Linked DNA regions of Zea mays: region 2 is linked to region 1. The links are chromatin contacts, called in public Hi-C maps. All regions are on one chromosome and are shown on one strand. Each heading gives the region's core, a stretch centred on a gene start, on an enhancer-like site or on the middle of the called end of the contact. The rest is flanking DNA. Distances are from core to core; before and after follow the strand shown. Region 1 holds the start of LOC100275076. Region 2 holds the start of LOC100284784.

Evidence for each region. A called contact is a pair of places that touch in the nucleus more often than the background predicts.
Region 2: a contact with region 1 is called in a Hi-C map of endosperm, with 3 times the contacts expected there. The contact joins the promoter of LOC100284784 here to the promoter of LOC100275076 in region 1. A contact is called at or near these places in 4 of 25 Hi-C or Micro-C datasets (ear, endosperm, leaf and 1 more).

Annotation. Positions count from the first base shown.
Region 1 is chr5:185,967,937-185,973,380 of Zm-B73-REFERENCE-NAM-5.0, forward strand. It overlaps LOC100275076, which reads right to left and starts at 1,397. Exons shown (of 6, transcript NM_001149264.1): 1 at 1,191-1,397; 2 at 389-481; 3 at 1-305. The coding sequence starts at 446.
Region 2 is chr5:186,156,671-186,161,550 of Zm-B73-REFERENCE-NAM-5.0, forward strand. LOC100284784 reads right to left here and starts at 2,971. Exons shown (of 3, transcript NM_001157679.2): 1 at 2,645-2,971; 2 at 2,189-2,521; 3 at 1,682-2,099. The coding sequence starts at 2,827. The coding sequence ends at 1,839.

The DNA of each region.
Region 1 (5,444 bases), core at 147-2,646:
CCACTCATGGCACATTTTGATCTCTTCATCAACTAAAATTTTCATTGGGTTCTTAAGAGCTTTTGACCTCTGTTCCTGGGTGGACTTCTCTTTCAGGATGGGCTTGTCCTTCAAAGCATTGCCTTTAATAGTGTTGGCCACATTACTACGAGGCTTCTGCTGGGACTTCTCTTTCAGGGTGGAAGTGTCCTTCAAACCAGTGCCTTTAGAGAAGTTGGACAAATCCTTAAGAGCTCTCCTCCCTTGATTGCCAGGATTCTCGGATGGCTTCAGCCCTTTGGCCCTTGGTCCATCGGCCCTCTTACCTGAACATACAGATAAAAAAATGTATCTATTTCAGGAAAATTCCTTTTCACAAATTAGTTTTTGACAAAAAATGCAATCTCACCTCTATTTATCTGTTGGTTCTCGTCAACCAAAATAGACGCTGGAGTTGATAAGGCCATGATGGAACAAAAAGCTTCTTTTCTACCTTGAAAGCCTGGGTAATATCCAATTGACTGTAAAGAGAAACTAATCAGAACATAGAAACAATAAATGGTGACTTCTATACGGTATTTCTGTTGTACATAAACTGAACAAGATCTGAAATAAGCTCTGGGGGTGCTAATTTAATATGGATTCGACGTATCACCAAACGGCAAACATGCAAAACTGGATCATAATTCAGAAGTACATAACCAGGGGAACAAGCACCGTAGAGGAGACGGTGCCTAGATTGGTGATGTAACTGCACAACCTTTCTTTGCGCACCTGTATGATATCACTTTCAATTTAGATGGCATAAACGGAAGCACCACTAAATTAGTGAACCCAATAAATAACATCAAAACGCACATATTCTATATTAGTCAACCAAGATCTAACTGGGATTTTACATAAGCATCCGATCTGCTTCTGCCAAAAAATTAACAACGAAAGAATTTTCGAATCGCTCGCTCCCCTAACTGATGGATTATGAACCCCACTGAGACCTTGGGCGCGTGCTCAAAACGTGTGGCCACACGGAGGGCTAACTCGGAACAGCGAATAAATCCACATACGCCGATACGCGGCATCCCAGGAATGGCCGCAACTGGACCAAACGGGCTCAAGTACCGTAGGAACGTCACGGTTTCGCTTCAGTCGTTCACGTCACAGCGAATGCGGGCAAAAAAAAAGCGAGGGGTGGAAAGAGCGCTAGGGTTTACCAGCACAGGAGAAATCAGGTCGATCCCCACTAGCGGGTCCAGCAGCAAGGAGAACGAGGACGCGGGGAGGAACACGCGAGTCGGCGGCGCCGGTTGAACGGGACGAGGAAGGGTTTCTCTCTTGCCAACAATTCGGTGTGCGCGCTAGTTGCAGGAAGACTCGCAAGTCGCAACTGGAGAGTGAACAGTGGAGACGGGCGGAAAAGCTGTTCAGAAGGGAGGAGAAGGGGAGCGCTCCTGCGCTGCACAACGGTCGGATTTTGGATCGGGTCGGCAGCGTGGGGCGCTAGTCGTACTCGCTAGATGCCGGAAAATCCCGTTGGATTTCATTACTTTTTTTTCTTTTCTTTCAACTTTTGGGCCGTTTATGGACTGTACACACTCCCCGCTGAGCCCAGTTTTGAGGCCGGCCCAAGTCAGCACGCCATAAACCCTAATCAGGATGCGTAGCTCCACCTCGCCCGCGCCGCCGGTCTCTGTTCGCCGTATTTGAGATTATTATTTCTCCGTTGCCATTAGTTTTTTGCGCTTTATTATCAGCTGTGAGATAGTGCTTCTTTCATTTTAAAATAATCCTAGCACAGAATAAATTAAATTTTAAGATAGCAGAACCGATATTCCATGGGGTTGGTGATGTTGCACCGTTTAAGGGCATGTTCGTTTTGCTCTTAATCTATATGGACTGAGTGAAATTGAATGAGTTTTAATCCCGAACAAATCAAAAAAATTTATAATCTTTTTCAATCTCATCAAATCCATATGGGATAGGAATAACCGAACAAACCCAAATGTAATTCATCTAAAATATAATTTGTTTTAAACTAATTATATATTTATTAAATAACATATAAATATAATTTACATATATATCTATTTTGGGACGGAGAGAGTAAGACCATGTTTGGGAGAGCTTCACTTCAAGAATTTTAATTTCGTTCTAACTTCTTCAACCCAAACACGTCCAGCTCCACGAGCTTTAGTTTTAAAAAAAATGAAACTAGAGCCCCGTTTCATGAAATTCATGAAGCTCCTTACAGGGTGCTTGAAAAACACTGTTTTTATATCTCCTCATGAAGCTGTACGAAAATTACCCACCATGCCACTGGTTACGCAACATACAACTTCCATTCTCTCTGGCGACAACACACTAATCATCAAGGATAATCAAGGAAACCCACACAAATCAATTGTACTATAGAAGTTGGAGTCCATACACAAACCAAACGCTCCTAGAACTCACCTTAACAATTTGCTGGAGCTGTTTTATAGTGAAACTGGAAAATCAAAGCTGAAGTTTTTGAAGCAAAGCTCTCTCAAACAGGCCCTAAGTTTTAAAATCAACCTAACCTTCCTCTTATTGAATGGCATTCACGAACATTGGCATTAAAGTTGAGAAGTTTTTTTCTATGATATCGATCCCAATTATTGGTAACAGTAACTTTGCAGCAGTGACTGTGATTGATACCATTTGGATCTTTGGAATTGGATTTCATTCTAATAATAGTGTTTTAGGTAAAGATCAATTAAGCTAATATAGTTTTATGTAAAATATATTAGTATATTATTATTAGCGATAAGATTATTAAAACAACGAAACATTAAAACCTTTATGGGTGGAGTTTTGACTTTTTAACATTTTAAATAAAGTTTAAACGTAGTTTTTTAAACGATATAGGGAAATCTCAATATATTATAATTTCAGACAATCATTTCACCTCTAATCTACTATGCAATAATGGAATCCATATGCAGTCAGCTTACCAGATTGTCTAATACACTCTGGATTAATGGAATGCATATACAATCAGGATTACCACTTACCAGATTGTCCAGGCCAAGACAAGAGCCAACAGTCAGTTTGTGCAGACTGCAGAGGAGATTGGACGTCGGGGGGCAGAGGAGCCAGCAAAGGAGTAGAGGACCACACTAGGGATGGCAGTTGGACCTGCGGTATGGATACCCACAGGTTTCGTACTCGATGGATATGGATATGGGTACAGAGTCTTATCGGGTCGGATACCCGAAGAATATCGGGTAGGGTATGAATATTATATTTTACCCGTGGGTATCTAGTGGATACCCGAGATATAAATTTAACAATTATATAGACAATATTCAAAATGAGGCCCATGAAATTGAAGCCCAAAAAACCCTAAACTCCCATGGCCACACGCCCAGCGCCAACACTAGTCCCATCCGCCGCCGACCGCCCATCCCCACACCCAGTCTCCCTCCCACACGTGTCACACCCAGTTTTAGAAGGCAAACCGAATGCGAACCATGTACATGCCAGGATCAGCAATTCACGTACACAACAGTTCCATAACATGGACATCATCACACAGTGCTCAAATCATAATATAAAAGGGAAATAATAGTCGATTACATCATATGTCTGAGACATCCACATAGTCTTTATAATAATCAAAGTGCGGAAAAGAAACGTAGATAAACGCGGCCTTCATAGGCAGCCGACTGGGGGTTGCCGCTAACCCACGCCTAGAACTCATCATAATCTTGGAACTCCTGAAAGTCTCCTTCCACGGCTTCATCTTCTCCTGAGCAGTGGTTGCAATGCTGACAACCTGGGGATGGGGGGGTTTGGTGTGTAGAGCAAGGGTGAGTACACATCAACATACTCAGTAAGTGTCCTATTTGGCTACAGTGGACTAGCTTTATGTCAGGGTAAGGCAAGCAGTTGCTTTTAGTTGGTCAGATTATTATTACTAGTAGAGAAAGCCAAGTTTTAGAATTAACCCACGTTATTAACCCAAGCGTACTTCTTTCCAAACGGAAAGAGTACCACTTACCATTACCATAATCAATACCAAAAACCATCAATCACATTGCCACCTGTAATCTAAACATCTCTGATCAAGTACCACTAATCACTGGAGCTCCCTTGGCCGCTCATAACCGCGAGCACGGCTGATATATCAGTTTTCATAACACTCTGCAGAGGTTGCGCACTTTACCCACAAGCCGTGATTTCCCTTTCTGCCCGGAGATCATGACTCTCCATTGATCACTACCAAGGTGACCCAGCAGGGTATCACTACGTAGCTTTTACAAAGATTCCCCGGGGCTGTAGCCACCCGTTAGGTTTCCTAAATGTACCGCACTCCTCCCAAAGGGACAAATCAACCTTGGCGGAGCGAGCCGCATACACCGAGCCCCATTGACGGCACGACCGCTAAGAGAACTACACCCCGGTTCCTCTAATTACTCAGCTAAGGGCGTCGCACTCTACCCTCATGGTTGCACTGTTTTCCGGACGGTCATCCAACGAACAGGTCCTTACGGAGAGGCACTCGAGAAACCGCTCGAGCCCCCTTAAATGCCACAAGCATAATATCATAAATAAGAAGGAAAACAGCGTATCATAAATAATTCTCATCATATTCATTGATTAGAGTTGAGCAATAGCATAAAGCTAAACAATAATAATCCGACCCAAATAGGTAGACAAGGACATGGATAACAAAAGCTAGTCAATCCTTAGGTATAAATGTGAAATGCGGGAGGTGAATTAAAGAATGTATAGGGCAGAGATGGGTCAAGGGACACTTGCCTCCACCAACCGACTGCTGCTTAGGGGCTTCTCTTGCGAGTTCTTTGGGCTCCTCAACCAGATCGTTCTCTATGCGAGCGCAAACATACATACTGAGAGCACCTAGAGGGGGGGGTGAATAGGTGATCCTGTGAAACTTGAAAACTTAAGCCACAAAACTTGGTTAATCGTTATCACAATAATTGCCAAGTGGCTAGAGAGGAGTCAAAACACAATAACCACAAGAAATCAATCACAGAGATGGCACAGTGGTTATCCCGTGGTTCGACCAAAACCAACGCTTGCCTACTCCACGTTGTGGCGTACCAATGGACGAGGGTTGCAATCAACCCCTCTCAAGCGATCCAAAGACCCACTTGAATACCACGGTGTTTTGCTTGCCTTTTCTCAATCCCGTTTGCGAGGAATCTCCACAACTTGGAGCCTCTCGCCCTTACACTTTAAGATCACAAAGAAACACGGAGCAAGGGAGGGATTAGCAACGCACTCAAGACAAGAAATCACAGCAACACCACGCACACAAGTCGCAACGAGAGCTCACAACACAACTCAATGAGTTCACCACTCAACTAGAGCTCTAATTGCTATCGCAAAGAATCAAAGGCGCGGAATCGATGTCTTGGTGTTTAGAAATGTTGTAGGAATGCTTGGTATGCTCCTCCATGCGCCTAGGGGTCCCTTTT
Region 2 (4,880 bases), core at 1,721-4,220, 190 kb after region 1:
GAGGGGGTTCCCCCCTTCTAGCCCCCGAGGGAGGGTCGGGCTTTGCCGAGGCAAGGCTGACCCTTCCTTGAAGGTTAGACTTTGCTTATGTATGTAAAGCAGGTACATGAACGACTTGAAAACATCTTAAGGGTAGAAGCGACGTAGCTGTCGGATGTTCCAAGCGTTGCTGTAGACCTCGCCTTGACTGTTGGCCAGCTTGTATGTTCTGGGCTTCAGAATCTTGGCGATGACGAACACCGCGCAGCAGGGAGCCCAAGCACCAGGCCACGGTGGACAATAATCAGAACAGACAGAGCACCACACAAGCGTCCGAGCACAGAAGAAAAGCACAAGGAACCATTGCTGCACGTGCGCAGCACCAGCTACAGCTTTCTTCCAATCACAACCAGCAAGAATCACCTCAGGAAGGCCAGAGATTGAGTCAATCGATCCAATTCTCAACTGGAGCAGTGAACAGGGAGAGAGGAGAAGGAATATTGCGTATACAGATTTCCAAACCAGGAGATCGAACTCCCATTATAAGGAGCCGAGCAGGAGGTGGTCGCGCAAGGAGAGGACGAAAGCTTCGGCCGAGCAGCCACTGAAAACGGAGAGGCCGTTCAGAGCCGCCTCCGCCGCCCAGCTCTGTCCTCTCTTCCTTGCCTCTCCCAAGATACGGCACCTTGGTCTAGGGTTTAGTATTTCCCGGCTGGGTTGCTCGACTGTAAGGCCTTGTAGCGGCCCAGCCCGGCAGACCCCTTTCTCCTCTTTTTTTATTTTTTTTAAATAAAGGGAAAAACCCCAATTAACAGCAACGATTGGGTGACGTGGCTGGTACACCGGACTGTCCGATACGTCCGTCGACAGACAGTCTCCCCAACGGCCACTTTGGTGGTTGGGGCTATAAATACCCCCAACCACCACACTTCAAGGCATCCAAGTTTTCAGCCATTGTATTCAATACAAGAGCTCTAGACTTCACTCCAAGACACAAACAAGAGATCAAATCCTCTCCCAAGTCCGGAATCACTCCAAACATTTAGTGATTAGTGTGAGAGAGATATTTGTGTTCATTTGAGTTCTTGTCGCTTGGATCGCTTTTCTTCTTCCCCATTCTTGTTCTCAACACCTTTGTAATCAACGCAAGAGACACCAAGTTGTGGTGGTCCTTGTGAGGGGTCTAAGTGACCCGTTGATTAAGGAGAAAAGCTCACTCGGTCTAGGTGACCGTTTGAGAGAGGGAAAGGGTCCACCTCAACGAGGAGTAGGTTTACAAGAACCGAACCTCGGTAAAATAAATCACCATGTCATCCGCTTTCATTTGCTTGTGATTTGTTTTCGCCCTCTCTTTCGGACTCGATTATAATTCTAACGTTAACCCCGACTTGTAGTGTGTGCTTAAGTTTATCATTTTTAGATTCCGTCTATTCACCCCTCTCTAGGTAACTTTCACATAACAAATTAAAATCCATTTCAAATCCTAACCAATCCCTTCCAATTCGTGGAAGGCAAGCCCTAACTTTGCTGGCTTCCAATGGTATCTGGGGCAGTTGGCAAACATTGGGGATTCTTATTCTGTGTTGGTGAGCCTACCGAAAAATACCTTATCTCAGCTAATTCACTTGTGGTCTCTGTAAGTAGAAGTGTCAGCAAAATCAGACAAATGTTCTGTTAAAAACATCAGTGTCTCAGACTGGTATTAGCATAGCAACAAAAGTGGCTTAATAGATGTTCAGAATTGAGCGACACTACAGTCAAAGATGCACAACACTTGACACTAGCTTGTACACAGTAAAATTCTTCTCTGGTACACCGTACACATCAGGAGACGAAACAAAACTCCTGCGCTCTCTTATTTAACCAAGATCAGGGACTATGAGGTAATCCTCGTCGTCGGTGACCTCGATCCGGGCCTTCTTGCTCTGGCGAACCCCAGCGCCGCCGCCGGCGGCGGCTTTGGCCGGCCTGTAGTACGCCGCGTCGTTCGCCGCCTGGTATCCGAAAAGCTCCGGCACCTCCGCCAACGTCCTGCTGGCTTTGGGCGCCTGCTCGTGGAAGAGGTCGATGTCGGCGAACCACTCCAGCTCCTTGAACCCGAGCGTCGGCTCCTTGTGCAGCTGCAAAACACATAAAACAGAGCAAGAACGTGAGACGGGATCCGGTGGGTGCACGCGGACATGGACCGGAGCTTGCGCTATCGTCTTGCCTTGTCGCTGGACTCGTAGTCGGAGAACTGCAGGAGCTCGTCGACGGCCCAGCCCTGCGGCAGGAACTGCGGCGGCGAGGGCACCTGCTGCACCGCGGCGGAGACGGCGGCGTGCGGTGGCTCGATGGTGGCCTTGGGCGGGGCGTGGTGGTCGGAGTCGTGGGCGTCGCAGGCGTCGCTGCAGGCGGAAGCCGAGGCGAGGCCGACGCGGATGCCGGTGGCCAGGTAGCGCTGGTGGTTCCCGGAGAGCGTGCCCGGGACGTGGATGGGCTCGTCGCAGTCCTGGCAGAAGAGCGCCCGGTCCTCCACGCAGAAGATGAACGCCGCTTTCTCCTGCGACCGCGAAGCAAGGTTAGCTTGCTTGCGCCGTACGTCGTGCGTGTAGCGCATCTGCGCATGCCGCCGCCGCATGCGCTGGTTAGCTAAATACTAGCTAGTGCGTGACGACGTACGTACCTGGCAGACGTCGCAGCGCGGGAGCTTGGCGGAGAGCGCCTCGAGCGGGAGGCGCTGGTGCTTGCTCGCGAGCTTGTTGGCGGCGTGGATCTCGACGTCGCAGCGCGCGCACAGCGCGGCCTCGTCGGCGCAGCACACCACCGTGGCAGCCGCGCCCTCGCACGCGTCGCACTGGATCTTCATGGCCGCTCCACTTCTCGGTCTCTACTCCCAGCTCGCCAACACCCAGCCAACAACAACCAGGGAGGCGAGAACGAAGAGGATAACGCCACTGATGACTGTGGTGGAGGAAGAAGTGGACGGCAAGGGAGGGGAGGCCGGGAGGGGAGATCCAGCGGGGGCGAGTGGTGCATATAAGTCGCCTGCGCGAGCACGCAACTCGAGCAATCAGTGAGCTGCCGGGCGAGCTTGTGGTGGAGGACTCGCCGGGGAGACTTGTGGCCAGGGGCTCCCGGTTCGTCTCCCTCTGTGTACTGTAGCTACGCCGGGAGCATGCTTGGACGCGCTGATTTTGATCTGATGTGATCTGCTGACTCGGCGGGACGGGATCACAACCGTACTAGTGTTATTTTTTAACGAAAAAAAAAATCTCAAACAACCCATGGCCGTAGGAGCTTTGCTCTCAGTTCTCTGCCATGTGCCCTAATTGTGCATATAGTCTGCAGTACTGGATTCTTTTTTTAAGAAACTGGTTAGCGTAATCAAGATGTGTATCTGCTAGATCACTTTTAAAATTTGCTGTAACATACTCTTTTCCCTTTTAAGGAAAAAAAGTACATCGCGGCTATAGTACTGCCATACTGCCATGCGGCATGTGTTATTATTAAATCAATGCTATTATTAAATTAATGCGTAGCATGCGTGACCGTGCTGTGCATTTCTGATTTCTTGTCCTCTGAACCGTTCTCGAATATTTGAACTAAATCATGATAAATATTTCTGCTGCTGATGCTGTCATATGCCGATATGCGTGATCGTGTATTTCTTTATCTTCTCTCCGTACGTATCACTCAACTATTCCTCAGCTGTTCGTGAACTTGCATTTGTTTCTTAGCAGATATTCATTAGTTTAGACAACAAAACACCCCTGTCAACGTGAGAAAAAAGAGCTCAGTGGGCAGTGGCCCAGTCGTTCCGCTCGGGAAAGGCCATGAGCACATCGCCAATCGCCATTCTTCAATGCCAAGTTGCTCTTAGCTTGTGGATGGAATTTTTTCGCGAGGATCCGCTGGAGATGTTAATTCGGTAGTAGTAAAGGCCGGCAATGTGCCACATCGTCGCTGTGCATATTTTATTGCCACATCAGTGGCTCACTTAGGTTATTTCTAGTGCGTTATATCATCAAAGGATACTGTATCTCTCTCGTTATTAATTTAATGCCACATCGACTATAAAACTATTTATGTACGATACTGTCTATTAACTGATATTTGGTTTACGGAAATGGTAACCGATAACGATAAACCATATTTATTTAAGTCCAATCGTAATCAGATATCACACTAGAAATCGATGACGTCCTATTCAATCTTGTTCCCGCTAGTAATCGAGTGTGAATTATTACCGTTGCCATTTACATTGCATTTTGTGAACCAAACGATATTTCAAAACAAGTATGTTTATAGAGGAGGATACATGGTAGATGGTACGTACAAACACATTGTATTCCTGTTCCATAGAGATAGATGACATATTGTTAGGCTGTCAGCAATCTTAACTACCTCCTATTTCAAACTCAACTTTGTGAGCAGGGCAATTGGGCACAAAATGTTTTGCACGATTATAATATATGGTATGTTGAGCACAGTCTTACTATACTACGCTCCCAAAATTTAGGTTGTGGATTCTCCCTGAACCAAGTCTTCATATTGAATAGATATATATGTTAGGGATAGGAGTAAGTAGGATAGTTAGGTTGGCATCAAATAAATACATTATGAAAATATATGTCGTGACATATCTAATTATATTAATTGCTTGTCGTAAATATTAAATTTTATAAATGTAATTTAATTTAAAATAATTTGACTTAGGACAAGTCTAAAGGTTAGTTTATCATAGGACAAAGATAATACGTGCACTTATGGATAAGAAATATTTACATACAAAACAGATCTTAACTCTGAATTTCTCTTACAGTATATTTACCGATTTTTAACCTTTTTTGAAAAGTATACACATTTAGACATTTGGAGGTTTTATTTTTATTCTTCGGACCCTAGCCTTGGTGTCGAGT